Linked DNA regions of Mus musculus: region 2 is linked to region 1. Evidence: chromatin contacts called from public Hi-C data. All regions are on one chromosome and are shown on one strand. The core of a region is the stretch at or near the end of the contact, and the rest is flanking DNA. Distances in the headings are between cores, read along the strand shown. Region 1 overlaps Rnd3 (Rho family GTPase 3). Region 2 has its middle 34 kb from the start of Gm13497.

What was found. A called contact is a pair of places that touch in the nucleus more often than the background predicts.
Region 2: a Hi-C map of nephron progenitors shows a contact between it and region 1, with 2.1 times the contacts expected there. The contact joins two enhancer-like sites. A contact is called at or near these places in 2 of 39 promoter capture datasets (both in the 3T3-L1 cell line), 2 of 484 Hi-C or Micro-C datasets (embryonic fibroblasts and nephron progenitors), 1 of 115 datasets of contacts at active chromatin or transcription factors (embryonic stem cells) and 1 of 9 other capture datasets (liver).

The regions. Positions count from the first base shown.
Region 1 is chr2:51,138,726-51,143,472 of GRCm38.p6, forward strand. The region is part of intron 2 of Rnd3 (Rho family GTPase 3); the gene reads right to left. Among named protein-coding and RNA genes, the nearest start is that of Rnd3, 8.0 kb to the right of the region's middle. Within about 2 kb of position 1,931, at least 183 of the 459 cell types and tissues checked have an H3K27ac peak or open chromatin away from gene starts, as enhancers often do. A contact at or near this core is called in nephron progenitors, where this site is marked.
Region 2 is chr2:51,205,206-51,209,952 of GRCm38.p6, forward strand. No RefSeq gene overlaps it. Among named protein-coding and RNA genes, the nearest start is that of Gm13497, 34 kb to the right of the region's middle. Within about 2 kb of position 2,441, at least 8 of the 459 cell types and tissues checked have an H3K27ac peak or open chromatin away from gene starts, as enhancers often do. A contact at or near this core is called in nephron progenitors, where this site is marked.

The DNA of each region.
Region 1 (4,747 bases), core at 681-3,180:
TGCAAGATTGTTTAACTCTCCATGTGAGTACACTAGTATTTCCATGCTCCTTCTCCATTGAGCAAGAGAGACAATGTCTCAAAGAAAAAGTACAAAGACATCTGGCCTTCAGGAGTCTGTTGTCTCTTCCTAGAGGTTATTGTAGTTAGTGTGTGTGTGTGCTAGGCTCTGGGCACTCATCGCTGCAATCCCTACCCGCACTGTGTGTACCTCAGTTCTGCTTTAGAGATGGAGAGTCTGTGTGCTGAGCTAGGAAGATGCGGATGTCCTAGGAACCAGGAAGGAATGCCTCAGCAGTGAAGAAAGGCTAAGAAGCTCTCAGACAGGTCAGCAGCCTCCCACTGGCCTGTGGGAGGCTGGAAGTGAGGTAAAAAACCCTGAATGAAAGGTACTCCCAGAGAGCTAAGGCCTTAGTTGAAATGAATAAGAAAAATATGTAATGTGTTTCTAAAAATGACAAGCAGTGGCTACCCTTTCAGCAACTTGAAGAAATTAGAGGTGAGAGTAACTCTAAGGTGGACACTTAGAATTCACCCTAAGTTTTTCTTGAAAGGCACCAGAAAGGGATGGCTTTACCCTCTATGGATACACTGATATTTTACATTAGTTCTGCAGCTCTGACTCTCTCCACTGTAACCTTCCTTGTTTGCCTGTCCAAAGTCTAACTTTGGCACAGCTGCTGCTGTGAGCATTAGAATATCTCTTTCCTAATAGCCTGCCACAAAAAATCCCAGACTGTACAGAGAAGAAATTCAAAGGAGGACAGAGGAGGCTCTCTTCTGTTCTTCAAAGCTAGCTCCAACGACCTGACCCGACCTACACTGTCAGAGTCAGCCTACTGTGTAAAGCCAAACAGGTGTCAGAAAGCTCATGTCTTATGCTCTCCAGTCTAGACCTATGGGACATGATTAGAATCTGGAGGTGCCAGGCTCCTTTAGGACGCTGCCTGCACAGAGTGGCAGAGCGCAGTATTTACAGGACAATGGAGACCATCTTTTCCAAAGGTGGCTGAAGGAAGTCAAAGGGGCAAAACTAATTTAATTAAACTTGGGACTGCTGGGAAAAATCCAGAGGCTGGGTTGCAACATTCCAGTCACCATGTGGCTGCAGAGAACACCCCGCCTTTTGTGGGCTGCTTCCCCTCCCCCACCCAGTTTAAGGCCACAAAGGGATCTGGCTTTGTGCTCAGCCCTCTGTCACAGGCTGGAGATTGCTTGCCTCCAAAAAAAAAAAAAAAAAAAAAAAAAAAAAGATAAAGAAAAAAAAAAGAAAGAAAGGCAGCTTTTGTGCTCAGTGACTATATGCAAATAAGAGGGAAATTTACTCTCTTGATTGACTTTAAAAAGAAACAGTTCTCTTCGAGTTAAACAAGATTACAAGATTCTCATGGAGGCCTGTTTCTGCCTTTGTTTTTATTTGGTTTAACAGTTTGGATGAAAATACATATGTAGTGTAACGCTTCATGAGACATCAGCCACCAAGCTTGGAGGTAAAGAGGTAACTCCTAGGCGCTTTAACAAGATCTAATTAAGAGCAGGACTTTGATCTGAGCCCAGTCCAGCCCCCAGCAGTAAACAATGCAGCTTTTTGATCAACAAGTGCCCAAGGGCGCTAATAAAACAGATCCTCAAACTCATAACTGTAATTCGACCACCAACGAGAAGAGTAACTTGCCATAGAAGATAATTTATTCATTATTTTTTGAAAGCTTAAGGTTAAGATTTTTTTCCTGGATGGGGGGAGGGGGAACACCCAAAACTATTGTCTCCATTTTTTTTCAGAGTAAGGAAAGTGAACTTAGAAAACTGTTCTAACAGGAAAGATCTCACAGTTCATTGGGTAAGAGGGACCCTTCTCTTCTGTGATCAGCTCTGTGACCTGCACAAAGGAAGTCGGCAAGCTAAGGGCTGATCACCACAGGCATGTGTGGGAAGAATCCTAGGAATGCCCTGTCAACTGAGGAGTCCCGGAGACGCAGGAGACTCCAAACAGTGGAGAGTAAGCCCTCAAAGAGAGAACAAAGCCAGCCCCGGATTCCTGCTGCATCCCGCAGCTGGAGAAGTCCCTCGGCACCTTGGGAAGGCAGGCTTTCAGAAATACTAATTTCTATTGATTCTAGTTTAAGGTTGGAAGGTGCTAACTGAACGTGTTTTTACGGTGTGCTCAAACACAGTGGGTCCTCGTGTGCTCAGCCTACACTTCAGTACCTAAGAATGTACCAGAGTTAAAATCCAATAAATCTAAGGATGAAGCTTTGCTTGTCAAATAAAACTTCCTTGGCTTGTAGAAGGGGCTTCCTGCATAGGGACATTTCCAGGGCAGCATCGTCCTTAAAGACACAGCACTGCACTTAAGGCCCCCCTTTAAATAACCTACCAAACTCTCCATTGGCAAATTGCAGGGAACTGTTTTAGTATAAAGCTGTAACCGGACTATATGCAAAGCAAGTGTCTCACTCCGACCAAGTCCACCCACTCCAGCCCCACTCCAGCCCCACTCCCGCAGCTGAAAGGTCCACCCATCCCCTCTCGAAGCTGAAAGGCTTTATCCAGGCTTGGATTAGAATAAGCATGCATTGGGGGTTCTTTGTTGCTCGAGTTTGGCAAACATCAGAAAAGTTCTGACAGACTTTTGAAATTGCAGGTCTACCCCATCTCTGTCTTCAAGATCATTAATTTGGACTGAGAGGAAAATTTCCAGCCCAAGAAGAGTCACAAAGTGCCTCACCTAGAAACTAATTCTTCAAACACATACCTGCCTGCTGAAGTCACCCCGATGCAGAGATACAGCATACCATATATGTACATGATTAAACATATATGGACCAAGAGCCGTGCCTAAAAGGGAGACCTTTGGACCTGTTGCAAAACCAGCTCAAATACTAAAACTTTACCTTTCTAAAGTCTGCAAACTGAAAAATCCTCTTCACTGAATCTTTTAAAAAGTGTGATACCTTACACTTAAAAAAGTAAGTCGAAAGTTTTTCCTATAAGGAATTGCTACCAAGATAAGGAAGTTAGGAATAGTGGATACTTTGGGCAGAAATTACACAGTAAAATTTGTTACTTTAAGTGTTCATTAAAAGCACAGGGGAAGCAAGCAGCACGAGAGGCCATGGCTGGAAGGGGAGCTGTACAAGAGAAGTCGGCTCAGGAATGTGATTCAAGTCTGGACAAGACCTTGAGACTCTGTTTCAATATAAACCTCAGTTATTCCTCAACTACACCTACATTGCAAACATCAGGACCCAGTTAGCCATCACCACTTGGTCCAGCAGTTGTCTTTCATTTGTATCAAACTCTTATATATTATGAAGAGCTCTTATGAAAAGATATGGGCAGATAGGTGTTTCTAGAAAAACTCAGTGTTCTCTATTTCTGGGGGCAGTGCAGATGCACAGGTGGATATAAGTTCAGGTGGCTAGAACTAACATTGCTATTTGGTGGTTCTAAATAAAATTTTGGTACAAGTTCTCAATCTTGGGATACTTCAAAACAATAACATCTTACAGAGAGTGGAACCATAAGGAACCACAGAGCTTGATTATATAGATACCTTTTAAAAATCCACATTATCATTCACTCCAGACTGAAGCTATTCTACTATACATCCCATGCTCTGTGAGAGCCTGTTATCTGAGCATGGGGTCCCTTCAGTAGTTTCCCCTGACCTCATACGATAACACGAGGCTTGCGTTTCAGTCCCAATGTGCTCAACACCTGGCCAAACTTTTGAAGCAGCTTGCATTCTATGTCAGAAAAGTCTGAATTTTTGCCAAAAGGAGCTCTGTGAATGTTGCCAATATGTAATAAACCAGAAGACATTTCAAGGACATCAAAAAACAAGAGAGGCCCAGCTGATTCCTTTGGCACAGCCCAACCATGCATCATGAGCTGGGTAGACACACTGGTGTCTCTGGCGTCCTCTTTCCATGTAAGAGATTGTATTACTGATGGAACAAACACCTGGTTACTTTAGGAGCATTAGAATGACCAATCTGGTTACCTTCCTCCAATGTACAACTGAGGAAAAACCAAATTGGAGGCAAAATTAGCACTAGATGGATTTTGAAAAAAGCAGGAGAAGGGAAAAGAAGAAAGTCTAGGGACCGATGCTGTTTGTCTATCCCTAGCCCACACTTCAGTGTATGAAGGCTCAGTTTACTCTGGGCCTGATTTCGAAACCCTAAGTTCCAGGAATCATACTGACTTTGTGAAACTTCTGGTTCTTTGTAGTTTATTCTGTTATGCAGATAAAAACTGTAAACTCTTAGCCCACCTCTAAGAAGCTTAGGTCAGAAATCTCAACTTTGAGAACCTGTTTTTTTTTTTTTCTCTCCCCTGATAACCATTAAATTTAAGCAGGTGTGAAATTAAAGGGGAGTTTAAGAACTTTGGAAGATGAACTTGTAGAGAAGCTTTGGAATAATGGAGGGCTTTAACGGACAGGAAGACCTGAGCTGGGGACTCGGAGTTAGCACAGGTGCTGAACCCTCTTTAGTCTTGGTGCTGTGGGCGAATCCATTCCCACCAAAGCCCATCTTCTGTTTCCGGGTCCCTGTCCACCTCTGGAGTACTCATAACAGATGCCCTGGGAAAGATTCCTTGCCTGTTCAAGTGCACAGGCATTTCTTCCTAGCTGCACCCTACACTTATTCTGGGCTCCTCATTTGGTTTCTTACTTCACCCTGGAGAAAGAATGGGTATTTTAAATTTTCACCCATGTTCGCAACATTTTTGTTTGCTTG
Region 2 (4,747 bases), core at 1,191-3,690, 67 kb after region 1:
CTATTCTAAAACTTTAGGATCTCCATGACACAGGCCAATAACAGGATAACCGGGAGGAGTCATGATAAAAATCCAATACTGGTAGTATCACAGAAGCCAGAGATCTCAAACCAGACCAATGACTCATTGTAATGAACATTTGCAAGTGTAGAAGTGTGGAGAGATATTTGCAGGTGAAGATGTGTGGACAGAGGGATATACTGTGACATACTATAGCTTCCAGGATGAGGTGTTTTCTATCTTTGTTTGTTGTTGTTTGGTTGTGTGTTCTTTACTTTGAAGGGAGGTTGCAAGGGTGAAGGGCAGATGAGAGGAGAGATGAGGAGGACTGGGATGCAGAACGTAAAACTCACCAAAAAAAAAAAAAAGAGCCAGACCTATAAGTCATTTTCATAATGGTGATTGGTGGAGGAGGGCCCAGCCTTTTGTAGGTGGTGCCATCCCTAGGCTGGTGGTCCAGTGTTATATAAGAAAGTAGACTGAGCAAGCCAGGGGAAGCAAGCCAGTAAACAGCACACCTCCACGGCCTCTGTATCAGCTCCTGCCGCTAGGTTCCTGCCCTGTGTGAGTTCCTGCCCATGAGTTCTTGCAATGATGAACAGTGATAGGGAAGTATAATAAACCCTTTTGAATTCAAATGCACCCTTTTCTCTCCAACTTGCTTTTTGGTTATGGTGTTTCTTCAGAGCACTAAGACAACTAAGTTGATGCTAAAGTATCAAAATCAGACTATGGATTTTGTGTATTGCTGGACCCGTCCCTAGAGTCAGTTGTATTCTTTCCCTTCAAAAATAAGTAAAGAAATTGGATGTGGTGATGCATGCCTTTAATCGTGGCACTGGATGGACCAAAGCAGGATGCTGAACACCTTTTCAGAGAGGGAAGGTGAGGGGTAAGTGGAGGGGGAGAGGGGAGGGGAAAGGGAAGCAGAAGGGGGACAGAAAGGGACAGGGACAGGGACAGGGAATACCCCAGGCTACTTGTTTCCAAAGCACATAGATAGATTCTGGGTTATTTTCTCAGGAATATTTTTTTGTCCTTTAACTCCCTCACAATCTCCCATTTGTAAATGTAATTATAACATTAGCAATTATTAAACTAACTTGGGTAAACCTAGAGCTGTCATTTATCTCACAAAATGATATACATGATTATTATTGGAAGGCAAGCTAGCTCTAAGCCTCAGCCTCTGGAAAAGGAGATGATAATAGGATCATTAGAATTCTTGGAGGAATTGAGTGTCGGGATGTATGTAAAGTGCTTCGTGTAGAAGCAGGCAGGAAAGGAGCACTCAGTAAATCTTAGTTATTGCTTTGTAATTCACAGAAGAGAGACCAGCACTGTTACCGATTAGGAATTCAATTTGTGCTCTATCAACACACATGCTTGTTCTTCGGGATGAGTAACAGATTTATGAGGGACCACCCACCCAGTGATGTCATAGAAATGTCAGATTATAGCTCTGATGAGGACTACTCCTTTCTTTAAAGTGTTATTTAACAGCTTTTCCTTTACTGAAGACAACCAGGCAGACTTACAGCTAGATGTGGATTCTCTCTCTCTCTCTCTCTCTCTTTCTCTCTCTCTCTCTCTCTCTCTCTCTCTCTCTCTCTCACACACACACACACACACACACACACACACACACACATGTACACACAATAAACTTGGAGAGGAATGTCTGAAGTCTATAGACATACATTTTTCACTGACAGCTATTGTACAAGTTCAGGGGATTTACATTCCATTGAGTGCGCTCTCTCTCTCTCTCTCTCTTCCTTTTAATACAATTACCATTTTCATGTGTCTAGTCCTACAAAATTCATCAAACATAAAAATTTATTTTTGACTGGTTCCTAGGCCCTGAATAATCAGGAAAAATGTCCACTTTCTAGAAGGAAGCTCTGCGTGAGTGTATAGATAGTAATTCCTGCTACACCTCTCAAAATCTCAGAACCAAGTGGCCTTTGGTGCTTAGTTCTCTGGGTTTGTATTCCCCTTTCTTGCCAGCAATCTTATGTGAATGAGTCCTATCTGCAGCCCTCCCCTCTTCTCCTATAACAGTCCGATCCAGGTCCCCCACATCATTACTGCCAGCCTTCAGGGCTGCACCCTGGCAGACAGGGAAGTGAAAGCCACTTGGGTCAGCTCTTGGTCCCAGACCAGCCCTTGGTGGCTGACAAAGGAACCCTCTTGCCCCAGGAAAAGTATTTAGGAACTGTGCTTAGAAGCACTCTTCCATATTGTTGAGAACTGAACTGGGATTCAGCTGTGGCCTGAGTTATCCATGGTGCTTCTTAGCATTGTCGGCTAAATTAAAAGTGGCTCTCACTGCACCCCGACCCCCAGGCTCAATTATTGGACCAAGACCAGTGAGTTTGCACACAGCCATTTACCCAGGAGTCATAAATGTGACATGCAAGCTCTAGAATTTCCTAAGTGTTTAATGTTTCAGCAAAAGGCAGATCCAGGAATTTGGAAATGAGCGGTTTTGCTTTGAACAGGTCGTCAGCCAGTTGTGACATTGTGGAGTAAATTGGCAGCCTGTTTGCTGTTGTTTCTCTTTGTGAAATTTAACCTCTCGGAAAAGCTGCAGCTTGGGCTGTTGCATGTCTCCACACAGGCCACCCGAGAAGACCTCTTAAAATTGTTTTTGATCTGGAGTACCATTCCCCTCCAGAATTCCCCTCCAGCAACTTTCTTTCCTCCTTTTAAATCATTTTGACAGGGCATCTTTGCCCTCTGAGAGCAAGGGGCAGAGTGTTCAGGATGGAACATTCACTATTAGTGTTTCCTTCAACTCCCATTGTAAAGAGGGAAGGTGTAGCCAACGCGCACTTGTGATAAAGGAATACTTAAATACGATGTCACATGGTGCTTTGATCCAGAGCATTCCACATATGAAACTTCGTGCATTTTTAAAAATTTGTCACATGCAAGACTTAGGATTAATTGTGCTCAAGTAATCAATAGAATCAATGGAAATAATAATCATAAGGATTCATTCACTAACGTAAATGATAATATTACTACTTTTACATTATAACATTATCGACTGTTGGTCAAGTGACTAAGAAATAGTTTGCAGGAAAGGTACAAGAAGCTTTGTAAGGACCCAGTTCTAGGAGCTTAACCCGGTGAATGGGTCTCTCTCCAAGCCATGGATAGAGATCTGCATATGACAAAATGGTAAACCACAAACTTTCCCTTCATTAATTAGTCTTTACCAGAAGTATCACTAGCCAAAATTTTTTTAGGGGGTAGGGTTGGCTCTGAGTTTCTTTCTCCAGTATCAATTGGCAGAATTCAGTCGGAATGGGACTCAAGACTGCCAACCATGTTGGTAAAATAATGTTGTGTTTGAAAATATCACAGACGGCTGCTTCAAAGTGCTTAATGAATGGGTATGTGAGTGTCTATACAACATGATATATTTTTTTAAGGAAACTAGAAGGCAGGAAACACAAACCTACATATTAAAGAGTCGCGCCAAATGAAGACTCTGTACTTTTTTTAAAAAATATATATATAAAAGAAGTTTTATGCAGAGGATTTGCCAAAATTCTATTGTAAATGTGTATTACAATTCAATAACAATTGAGGAAGGCTATGATTGGATGCCCATTGTTTCTGTGTGTTTCTAAGACATCCCTACTCACTGGGCAGAGATAGGTGAGCAAACTCATTGCAAAGTATACCGCCATCCTGATGTTCAGACCTTGGCTTCAAAGCCATGATAATTCCTCATTTACAGAGACTTTATTCCCATAAATGTTGAACCCACAGTGAGCCAGACACTTAGAGAATTATCATAATTTGCAGTTTTCTCATGGGAAAAAATGTTGATATCTCAAAGGCCTGGAAACATGAGGGTTAATGTATTATTTTAAATCTACAGCTAATTCAGTGTTTTGGTTTTTTTTTTTTTAATCAAAGAAGTGGAAAATCCCCACCATTATAGTTTTGTGATTTATTATTTTAAAGACAGTATTTAATGAGTCAAACATTTCAGCCTTGTAGGCAATTGTGATAGGCAATGTGATAAATGCTTTCAGTGTGCACTGTGGAGCTGGGATTGGGATTTTATGAGTTAGGTGATACACTTCCTATATTTACAGCATCTTTATAAATGTTTCCAGTGCTCAGGAAATTTGTTTCAAGTTATTTAGCTGGCAAATGCTACATCTGGACTTTGAACAGAATTCTGTTTTACTCTAAATATTGTGTTCTTTATGACTATTTTCTAATAATAATATCCACATGTCAATAAAAAGTAAGAGCATCTTGCTTGGTTCTCTGAAAAGAAGTGAAAACTCCATATAGAAGATGGTTTTGGCTGGATTCCAGACTTGGTATCTATGGAATGAAACTAGCATTTATTTACAAAAGTATCTTTCATGCCTTCTTCCATTACCCATCCCTATCCCAGTGGCACTGCTGCTGCCATCTTTACCTGTGACTGAGCCAGGCCTAATGGCACAGTGTGCTAACCTTCCTGCTGCCTATGGCATTTCTTTCCAAGGTTGTACTTCCCCTTGGAAGGCGTGCTTAGCATTATTTCTCCCTATCAGAGTGTTCTGGGTAAAGAGGTCCCATTCTTTGAACTTGTACTCAAGAGACATTTCGTTTACTTCCAGTGATCTATCATGCCCTGTGCACTGTCAGAAAATCAACCTGAAGTGTTGCTTTCTTAATTTCATAATTGTGATTAAACCTTGGCTTATGGTCTCCTAGCCCCTATTGTCAC